2 separate regions of the Mus musculus genome follow, and region 1 is linked to region 2. The links are chromatin contacts, called in public Hi-C maps. All regions are on one chromosome and are shown on one strand. The core of a region is the stretch at or near the end of the contact, and the rest is flanking DNA. Distances in the headings are between cores, read along the strand shown. Region 1 holds the start of Ftsj1 (FtsJ RNA methyltransferase homolog 1 (E. coli)). Region 2 holds the start of Hdac6 (histone deacetylase 6).

Region 1 (4,720 bases), core at 618-3,117, 300 kb before region 2:
GGGGAGTGGTTTGTGGGTTGGAGATCAGCTTGACCTATGTTGAAACCATGGGGAGAGGAAGAGAAAGAAAAATAATACTGTGAACTTAACGATTAAGTGGATAGGATTTTTATGCATAATAGATACTCAAAATGTATCACTTCCCAGTTATCTGACTATATCGCATTCATTTCCTATGTTCTTGAAGCCATTTCTCTTTTTGTATGGTCGAATTAATACATAATGATGTCCTGCTGCACCTGTGTTTAGACTACACATGGGTGACTTAAAATCTGACCAGATGATAGATAATATGTAAACCATGGAAACTAACAAATGCTACAAACAGGCCCAATCCCCTACCCTGCCAGAAGCCAGTTAACCATTTACCAGCGCATTGCTGAGAGCACTAGAATAGTGCCTAATACACAGTAAATACTTTCAATTATTGTGTTTCATGCACTAGGTCATGACATGAGCACACACACAAGAACACATACATAGGGGCTGGAGAGATGGCTCAGTGGTTGTTGGGATTTGAATTCAGCACTTCAGAAAATGAATTTTTAAAGAACATATACATATTCATACATGCATATATGCTTTAAACTTTTATTCGCCGGGCAGTGGTGGTGCACGCCTTTAATCCCAGCACTTGGGAGGCAAAGACAGGCAGATCTCTGAGTTCGAAGCCAGCCTGATCTACAGAGTGAGTTCCAGGACAGCCAGGGCTATACAGAGAAACCCTGTCTCGAAAAAACAAAAAACAAAAAACAAAAAGAAAGAAAGAAAGGAAGGAAGGAAGGAAGGAAGGAAGGAAGGAAGGAAGGAAGAAAGGAAGAAAGGAAGAAAGGAAGAAAGGAAGAAAGGAAGAAAGAAAGAAAGAAAGAAAGAAAGAAAGAAAGAAAGAAAGAAAGAGAGAGAAGGAAGGAAAAAGGAAAAACAAAAAATACAAAACTTTTATTCATTCATACATGTATTTATTCATTCGTTCGTTCGTCCGTTTATTTATTTATTTATTTATTTATTTATTTATTTATTTGGGGGAGGGGGCGCGTGACAAGTGCGCATGTTGGGGATCAAAGGACAACTTGCAGGAATCAGTCTTCTTCCATCCATGACCTTGTGTATGGGGAATCGAACTTGGGTGGTCAGATTTGGCGGCAAGAGCCTCTACTCAGTGCGTCTCGCAAATCCGTAGACATGCTTTTCAGTGGTGCGGGTGGAGGCGGTGAGGGCAGTGGTGGTGGTTAAAATGTATTAAAAAGTATTTGGAAAATATACAATTAGAAAAGGATGTGCATCCGATTAACACCGTGAATTCTAGATAGGTGATTATCCCTTCTTTTCAGATGAGGAAACTAAAGTTCTAAGGTGGCAAAATTGAAAGCACTTCAGTCAACCGGTAGAAGTAGGATTCAAAATTGCAAATCGTATGCGGTAGCTTCCCGGTAGTAAAATTCAAAATTGCTCGCCGTAGCCTCCAGGTTAGCTTGCTTTCGCAACAGACTTTTCACTTCGCGTGGTCACGCTCCACCCCCTTTGCGTAATTTCCTTTCCCTCCAGACTTAAAGAAAAATGGGCGTGGTCGTGCCCGCTGAATTTTGGGAAATGTAGTACATAGGTTAAATAACCGTCCCGATGTAAAAGGGAAAAGGCGGCCAAGTAAGTTATCTTGTCTGAGTGAGCGGGCGATGGGGGAGGGGTGGAAGTTTCCCACGTCAAGGTCTCTCCGTGTAGCCAGACTAGCCGAGAACTCAGGATCTTGCTCCGGATCGCAGCTATAGGACCCTGGCCTTGAAACAAAGAACAAAGAGCCGGTTCACAAGCCTTGCAAAACTATTGGCCAGACGATGTCAGTTGCATTCTGGGAACTGAAGTTCCTGTGACCGGGATATGTCGACACAAGATGACGAGACTAACGTCATACGTTGTGCTCCGGTCTGGATCTCCGTGGAACTGAACTGTTTTACAAAGCAAACTTTACCGCGTGGCGACAACCTCTAGGCGTGTACGACAGGCCTTCGGGTCCACTCCGAACACCAACTGGAGTCTGTAATTTTCAGTTTGCAAACTGTTCTCGAGGCTGGTGAACAGCCACGCTCTGTATCCAAGAGCTGAGGTAGGTCCTAGGGCACTGATGACTTGAAAGGGACCGAGACTGGAGGCATGCCTGCCCTGTCTCCAACTCGGGATGAGGGGATTCACTCTCGGTACTGCAGCTGCATAGTTCAGTCAAGCCCCGAGAAGCTTGCCTAGAGCAGGGAACTAGATTGTTAGGTGAACTCGAACGGGGTGCAGCATAGAGCTACACAACTGATCTGCTATCTGCTGGGCCGACTTGAAGGGTATTTGGCGGTTCTGATGGGCTGATGGTCTTTGAGGCTCTGCAGATGGTCTTAGGGATGTTACTAAAAGATGGGTCTTGAAGGTATTACACTCGTGGTGCTGTGTCTGCTGGAAAATTAATGAAGGCTAATAATAAAAGTGGTGGCTATTTGGCAGTTTACATAGTAATCGTATTGGTGAGGTTCTGGAGAGAATAACAGGTGCGTAGGCAGAGTGCTAAACTAATGGGGTCAGTGACGAAAGACAAAATAGAAGCTATATGAGTGACAGAGGTAATCTTTGTATTGATGCAAAGGATCCCAAAGGCCACTCGTGTGATCTTTGAGAGGTTGGTTGGAGGGCTGAGTTAATGGAGCTGGTAAATTGGTGTAATGGAGCCCTAACAGGTCATGGTCCTCCAGGCATTAGTGGGGATTAAGGTGGTAGTAACTAATGACTGGAAGCTTAATCTATGATGGAATTGGTGGACTGCAGAGTGGAGAGAGAGAGAGAGAGATTAGGCTATGGGAGATGGAATGAGGTTGTGTCGGGTAATAGGTGTGAAAAGCAAGGACTTAATGGAGGGAGTAGTAGGGTTCTGTGACTCTAAAGATAATGGAAATAACTAGAGACGGTCAGGTGTTGATAGAGATGAAATGGGCAGAGAAAATGGTTGCGAGAGAGATTACTTGTGTAGTGTGTCCGTGACAGTAGTTGGAAGAGAGCAGAGTCAGTAGTGGGTCCTCTGTCAGTTAACTGTGGAGTCTGTGATGTCCCTCAGAGATGGGGACCTAAATGTGATCAGAAAAAGGGCCTGAGAGTTCATGATAAGGTCCTGGGCTTCGGGTTCCATGTGTTGAATGAGCTGACTGTCGTGTGGGACCCATGAACTCAGTTAGCTGTACTTTGTTTTCTTTGACCTGCGCAGGACAGCATCAGCACACACTGTCTGCCAGCAGACTGAGATGGGACGGACATCTAAGGATAAACGGGATGTCTACTACCGCCTGGCCAAGGAGAATGGCTGGCGGGCCCGAAGCGCTTTCAAGCTCCTGCAACTGGATGAGGAATTCCAACTCTTCAAAGGTGCCTAATCTGGGGGCTAAGTGACCTGGGAGTGGAAGAGCAGGCTGCTTCTGAAGAACTCACTGTAGTAGCTGGGCTGACTTGGAGCACGGAGACGGGGAAGGAGATAGACCACAAAAGAGGAGGAGGAGGAGGGCACAGGGGCAGTGGGTAGACATAGGTTCTCCACAGGACAGAGGTGACTTTTGCCGCATCTTCTGGTCATGCAGCTGAGCAGTATGTCTTCACTGTGTGTGCACAGGTGTGAAGCGAGCGGTTGACTTGTGTGCAGCCCCAGGCAGCTGGAGCCAGGTGCTGAGCCAGAAGGTTGGGTGAGTGGAGGGGCTAGAGGGTGACCTGGGGGGCGGGGGAGGCGTGGGGCGTCAATCCGATGCTGACATGTGCTATCCACAGGGGCCAGGGTTCTGGTCAGGTGGTGGCCGTGGACTTACAGGCTATGGCTCCACTGCCAGGTGTGATACAGATACAGGGCGACATCACTCAGGTGAGTGAGAGCATGCCTACGAATATTGGGGTTATCCTGAGTGACTGCCTTCGTTTGGGGGACAGTAGAAAGGAGAAGAGAAACAAGACAATAAAAAAATGAGAAAGGCTATTTAATCCTCGAATTTTAAAAAGCTGAGGGTGAAGGATAATAAGACCAAAGCTGGCCTGAGTTATCAAAGGACTTCGAGATGGCTTGAGCAGGCAAAGCTGGCCTGAGTTATCAAAGGACTTCGAGATGGCTTGACAGCAAACCAGGTGACTGAGTTCAATCCCAAATGGTGTCCTCTGACCTCCACATGCGTATGTACCCAGACACGCACACAATTAATGAACAAATAAATGCAGTTTTAAAATATCTAAGGGGCTGGAGAGGTGGCTCAGCAGTTAAGGGCAATCACTGGTTGCTCTTCCAGAGGATATGGGTTCAATTCGGAACACCCACACAGTGGCGCACAACTGTCTGCAACTTCAGTCCCAGGGAATCAGTTGCCCTCTTCTGGCCTTCCCCCAGTTCCAGGCACACATGTGAGGCACAAACATGCATAAAGGCAAAATACCCATATACCTTAAGAAAAACAAAGGAAGAAAGGGAGAGAGGGAAATCGAGAGCATTTCTAATTAGTTTATTAATGTTGTTATTAGTTGTTGTATGTGTGTTTGGGGGAGGGGTCGGGTGCCATGGTGTTCGTATAGAGGTCAGAGATCACTTGGAGGAGTCAGTTTTCGCTTTCCACTCTGAGTTCCAGGAGTGGAACTCTGGGTCACAAGGCCTGGCAGCAAGTGCTTTACCTACCAAGCCAGGTCACCAGCCCCTTAAAAATGTTTTCTTTTTTTTGTTTTC
Region 2 (5,042 bases), core at 241-2,740:
GCAGCCTGGACATGAAAGCAAGGTCATTTTTAAAAGAAAGGAAGTGTATCATAAAGATTAGATGTGGATGCAAAGCCTAAGCTATTTGCAATCTTAGCTTTTATAAGGTTTACTGAGCCCCGTTGTGCAGGAACCGTCTCTATTGTTCGGCTGGCGGGCATCACCATCCTAGAATGTTTTTAGGTATTATTATTATTTTCTTTAGTGTGTGTAGATTTAGATAGCCCGTGCTGAGAACATGTTCTGTGCTGAGAACATGGAGGACTGAAACTGGCATTTGCAAGAGGTTCAGAGGGTCTGGCTGCTGGAGTATGGAACTGTCAATCTATTTGCTAGTCAGTGATGCAGAACTCCAGATGGATTCTTTCTGGTCTCTGCCAACAGGTCCTTAGGAAACGATGTCCTTGACATGGGGAGATCAGGACAACTCGGCCACCTGTGGGATTTATACTTAGAAGGGATGGCCATCTCAAAGAGTCACAGGGACAATTTTCCTTCCTCGGTCCACCACATGCTGTAAGTTTGATGACTCGGTGGAGGGGGACAGGTAGGCTGAGCTCCCATTCAGGAGACACTGTCCTTCGAAAGTCCATTCTGGCCTTGGTACTAGCATCTCAATTTTCCAGGTAAGGAAACAGGACAGAACTGTGACCTGTCCAAGATCTAAATCTAAGTCCCCGTGTGTGTAGTCTACAGAGCAGCTTTACAATGCAAACTACCTCACGAAAGTCGGGCTTTCTGACATAGTGAGCAGCCCCACCCCTGCCTCACCTCGTAGAGACTCCTTCCAGTCCCCATTTCCGCTGCAGAACATTAATAGCTAACATTTGGGGATGCTTCTTGAATACCATCGCAGTGGCCACCAGCTCAGAAACTTATCAGCATTTACTATCACGCTCATTTTGGCTGCCACCAGCCAAAGTCTATTATTAGCGTTTATCTCCAACTAGTCACCCGCAGGCGCGAGTTACGTCAACGCCAAAAGCAGCTCGGGAATCTAGCTTCTTTGATTTGTTCTCGAATCACTGCACAACACAACTGATGTGGATCCGTAGGTCTCCTAGGATGACTAGCCTGGACTTGAGACTGGCAGCCATAGCCAGTCAGAACGACCGCAGCGGCGAATGCGGGGGTGGGGTGTGCGTGCGTGTGTGTGGGGAGGGGTGGTAGCGCTAGGGGCAGATCCGGGTCTCGAACTAGGGAGTAGCACCCCACGCAGGCGCAGTATGATCAGTTTCCATGGCCAAGCTCGCGAGAGGTGTGGTTTGCGCCTGAAGCGTTGTGGGCGGACTGAATCCATGTTGGGGGCTGGACGTGGGCGGGCAAATGAAAAAGCTCAGCCCAATGGAAAAGAAGGGATCAGGTGCCCGGGGCCACACAGGTCGCCGGGAATTTGGCGGCGTGAGCCTAGGGCGGAGTTTGAAAAGGAGGCAGAGCTCAGTGAGTAGGGACGGAAGGATTGGCCAGCGTCGGTGGCTGGGCGGGAGATGGGCGGAGGCTTGGAAGGGGCTGAGGGAGCCTGGTTAAACGGTAGGCGTCTGGGAAGGGGGTGGGGTCTGAAGGATTCTGATCGAAAGGGGCAGTCCTCGGAGCAGCGGGGCACGGGGAAAGCTCGGGGCGAGATCTGCGCGAGTGGAAGGCGCTGGTTCGGCCCTGCAGGAGGTGGAGTTGAGTGAGTCTTTAAAGGTGCTGCCGAGGCCGCGGCAGCCCGGTCTGGCGGACTAGAAAGGTGGGTGATTTTTCTGGGGAAATAGGCTGAAGCGGGCAGGTTGCAGAAGCCAAGCGTTCCGGGCGCAGATTAGAGGTATGAAAGGATGTGGGAAGTGGATGGGGGGGGGGCGGTGATTGGGTAGGGCAGGCCTAAGAAGAGCCTGATTGAGCCTGGGGTTACCTCGTTTAGTGAATAGGCAAAATGAGGAAAGAGAATCGGATAAAAGCAGCGAGGTCCAGGGGGACCGGACAGGACCAGGTTTCCTCTAGCAGAAGATGGCCTGGGGGGTGGGGGCGGTTTAGAAGGCTCGGGAATGGACCCGGTGAAGGCTGCGATCTAGACTAGGGGGCGGGGCCGAGGAAGGGACAGGGATGTGGGGTCCTCTGGACACTCCAGCTGCCTCACCAACTACACCTTTGCTAGAGCCTTTCCAGGAGCTGAGGCTCTTCAGCCATGACCTCCACCGGCCAAGATTCTTCTACTAGACAGCGAAAGAGTAGGCACAATCCCCAGTCACCCCTTCAGGAATCCAGCGCCACCTTGGTGAGGCCCCAGACCTGCCCTGATGGGGGGGGGGGGTGGAGGGTGAAGCCAGCCAGCCATGTCCAGACTCTGATTTTTCTGTCTGATTGGCAGAAGCGTGGTGGAAAGAAGTGTGCTGTACCCCACTCCAGCCCCAATCTAGCGGAGGTAAAGAAGAAAGGCAAAATGAAGAAGCTGAGCCAACCAGCTGAAGAGGACCTAGTTGTGGGGCTTCAAGGGCTGGTGAGAGAGACCTGGCTGCAACTTGGCCTTCTTTACCAAACAAAACAGTGATTCCCCCCCCTCCCCCCCCCCATCCAGGACCGATGGTATGAAGTGTTTTCTCTGATTGTAGTCCAGAGTGAATCTGGGTTTCTTTTCTTTGCCCCTGCAGGATCTGAACCCTGAGACAAGAGTGCCAGTTGGTACTGGATTGGTGTTTGATGAACAACTAAATGACTTCCATTGCCTTTGGGATGACAGGTGGGTGAGGCTGGCACCTCCAAATGATCCCCAAACTAGAACATTTCCACAAGTGCCCCTTTCTTCTCACAAACAAGAGTGAATTTTTGCTGCTTCTAGCCTGTAGTCTGGAAGCAGGTGATTTAGGGAGATGGGGATCATTCTTGAAAGATTTCTCTGTTAAGCCAATAAACAGTTATCAAGAGTCTCCTGTGTGCCGAGACTTAGTGATAGATGTGAGCAATAGAAAAGTCCCTTCTCCGCTGGCCGGTGAGTGTGCAGGGAGATCATTAAACCCCCAACAGCGGTATAAACTGTTCAATGAAGACCAAATGACTGGGCACTCCAGGTCTCTGTAGCCTAGGCAGCCTGGAACTCACTATGTAGTCTATGTCAGCCTCAAACCTTTGATAAGCCTCCTGTCTTAGCCTCTCGAGTGCTCAGATTTCCCAAACGAGCCACTACACTTGGCTAGACGTTAGATTGTTAGAGGGTCCTCGCCTAACTAGCAGGAGCCGTCCTTGAGAAGGAGACATGTATGCTGAAAAAACCTCTTATTTGCGCTCTACTTCTTAAAGAAATCTGTTTATTCTTTTTGGCCCTATCTTTAAAATAGATTCGCTATCTGACTTCTTCCCCCTGGTCCCCTGCTTCCAGCCTTCGCATTAAAGCCTAAAAAATACATTTGAGATGACGTTTCCTTCCTTTCTTAAAATACTTCAAGGCCAGAACTTTGCTCTTAAGGTAAAGTCGGCATTCTTTAGACTGGCCTCTAAGGTTGCACAGGATTTGGCCTTTGTGACCTGTTCAGCCAGGCCTCTCCTCACGAGCTCCAGGTCACTTAACGCACGCTGGCCACCTTCTCGTCTTTCAGTGTGCCAGTCACCCTCTCGCCTTGGGTCTTTACCCTTGACTGATTCCTCTTTGAACTTTCACAACTATGGAGACTCACAGAAGCCTTTGACTGGCCACTACCTCTCTCACATCTGTTCTTAGCTATTTTACTAGCCTCTGCCATTGTCTGTTAATCATTACACTGATATTTGCAAATATAGTAGCCGTCTTCCCCCATCCCGACCTAAAACTAACTCATGATGTCAAGAGGCTTTCTTTATGGTACATTTGTTGAGGCTATAGCCGTAAACAAAGCTGCCTTCAAAAGTAACCAAGAGGTGACCTCTCCAGTGTTAGAGTGGAGGAGCTCAGGTGGGAGGGAGAGTGAGGTTTGACTGGAAGGGGTGCTTCCCTTTGGAATACAATAGCTAGGGGGTATTGCTAACATTTGAGCAAAGATACAGAGGGTTGGAGGAGGCTAAAGGACTGAGCCGTGAGTCATCACTGAAAAGACTTCCAGGCGTGAGAGACCGTTGAAGTCCTCAGGCCTAGCTGAAGACAATGTGGTTTCGTTGAAGAGCAAGGAACACATTGCAGGGAAACAAGGTGAAAGAGGAGGGGTGTGGTAAGAAAGACAGAGTCAGAATAGGGATGGGAACAGATTCGGGTTTTCTTAGGCCCTTCTCGGTGTGATGAGAAGTTTGGCTTCTACCGGGAACATAGTCGGAGCTACAAAAGGGTTTTGAGTAGTAGAATTCTAACCACTGGCTGGCTCAGTATACAGGAGGGGCTGTTGGGGGAATAAGTATAGAAGCAGAGAGGGGTTCTCATAAAGATGATGGAGCAGACAGCTCAGACTGGAGGTTCCAACAGCGTGAATGGTAGCGGAGAAAACAAGTATAAAGACTTCAGAAATGACAAAGAAAGGCTGATGTTGCCGGTAAGGGGTGAGCAGCTATGGGGGTGAGGGGCGGAGATGGGACAAGAGCAGACATGCTCCCTAGCACTTTTGCCTATCTGTGTGTATGCGTGATTCCATCCACTCCTGCAGCTTCCCTGAAAGCCCTGAGCGGCTCCATGCCATCAGAGAGCAACTGATCCTGGAGGGCCTCCTGGGCCGCTGTGTGTCCTTTCAGGTGACTCCTCCACAGCCTTCGGATGGTGGGTGCGGGCCTGCGAGGACCTAGGCCTGGCCTGGCTTCTAGCCCCCCTTTTTTTTCCTTGTGCCTCCCCAGGCCCGGTTCGCTGAGAAGGAGGAGCTGATGTTGGTTCACAGGTGAAAACTTAGGAGCTTGGTAGGGTGGGGAGGAGGATACCCAGGCTCAACCAGGACAGACTGAAGGAATCCCATAGACTCTGTGGCCAGCCTTGGGCACGTCCCTGAGCCTCTCTGAATATGTTATTGCTTTAAACAAAAAACAAAAAACAAAAACAAAAAAAAAACACAAACCCCTAAGTTCCAGACAAGTATGATGGTACATGTCATCACTTGGGACATGAAGACAAGCGAATC

What was found. Hi-C and Micro-C count contacts between places; a contact is called where the count stands out from the background.
Region 1: a Hi-C map of uterus shows a contact between it and region 2, with 5 times the contacts expected there. The contact joins the promoter of Ftsj1 here to the promoter of Hdac6 in region 2. A contact is called at or near these places in 4 of 39 promoter capture datasets (3T3-L1-derived adipocytes, the SN4741 cell line and liver), 2 of 484 Hi-C or Micro-C datasets (memory CD8 T cells and uterus) and 3 of 9 other capture datasets (adipose tissue, liver and pancreatic islet).

The regions. Positions count from the first base shown.
Region 1 is chrX:8,249,553-8,254,272 of GRCm38.p6, reverse strand. It overlaps Ftsj1 (FtsJ RNA methyltransferase homolog 1 (E. coli)), which reads left to right and starts at 1,867. Exons shown (of 13, transcript NM_001290430.1): 1 at 1,867-2,101; 2 at 3,236-3,393; 3 at 3,635-3,704; 4 at 3,787-3,877. The coding sequence starts at 3,273.
Region 2 is chrX:7,944,337-7,949,378 of GRCm38.p6, reverse strand. Hdac6 (histone deacetylase 6) reads left to right here and starts at 1,490. Exons shown (of 29, transcript NM_001130416.1): 1 at 1,490-1,729; 2 at 2,135-2,254; 3 at 2,348-2,476; 4 at 2,628-2,716; 5 at 4,581-4,665; 6 at 4,765-4,805. The coding sequence starts at 2,165. It overlaps Gm39488 (a long non-coding RNA gene), which reads right to left and starts at 1,234. Exons shown (of 4, transcript XR_878039.3): 1 at 772-1,234.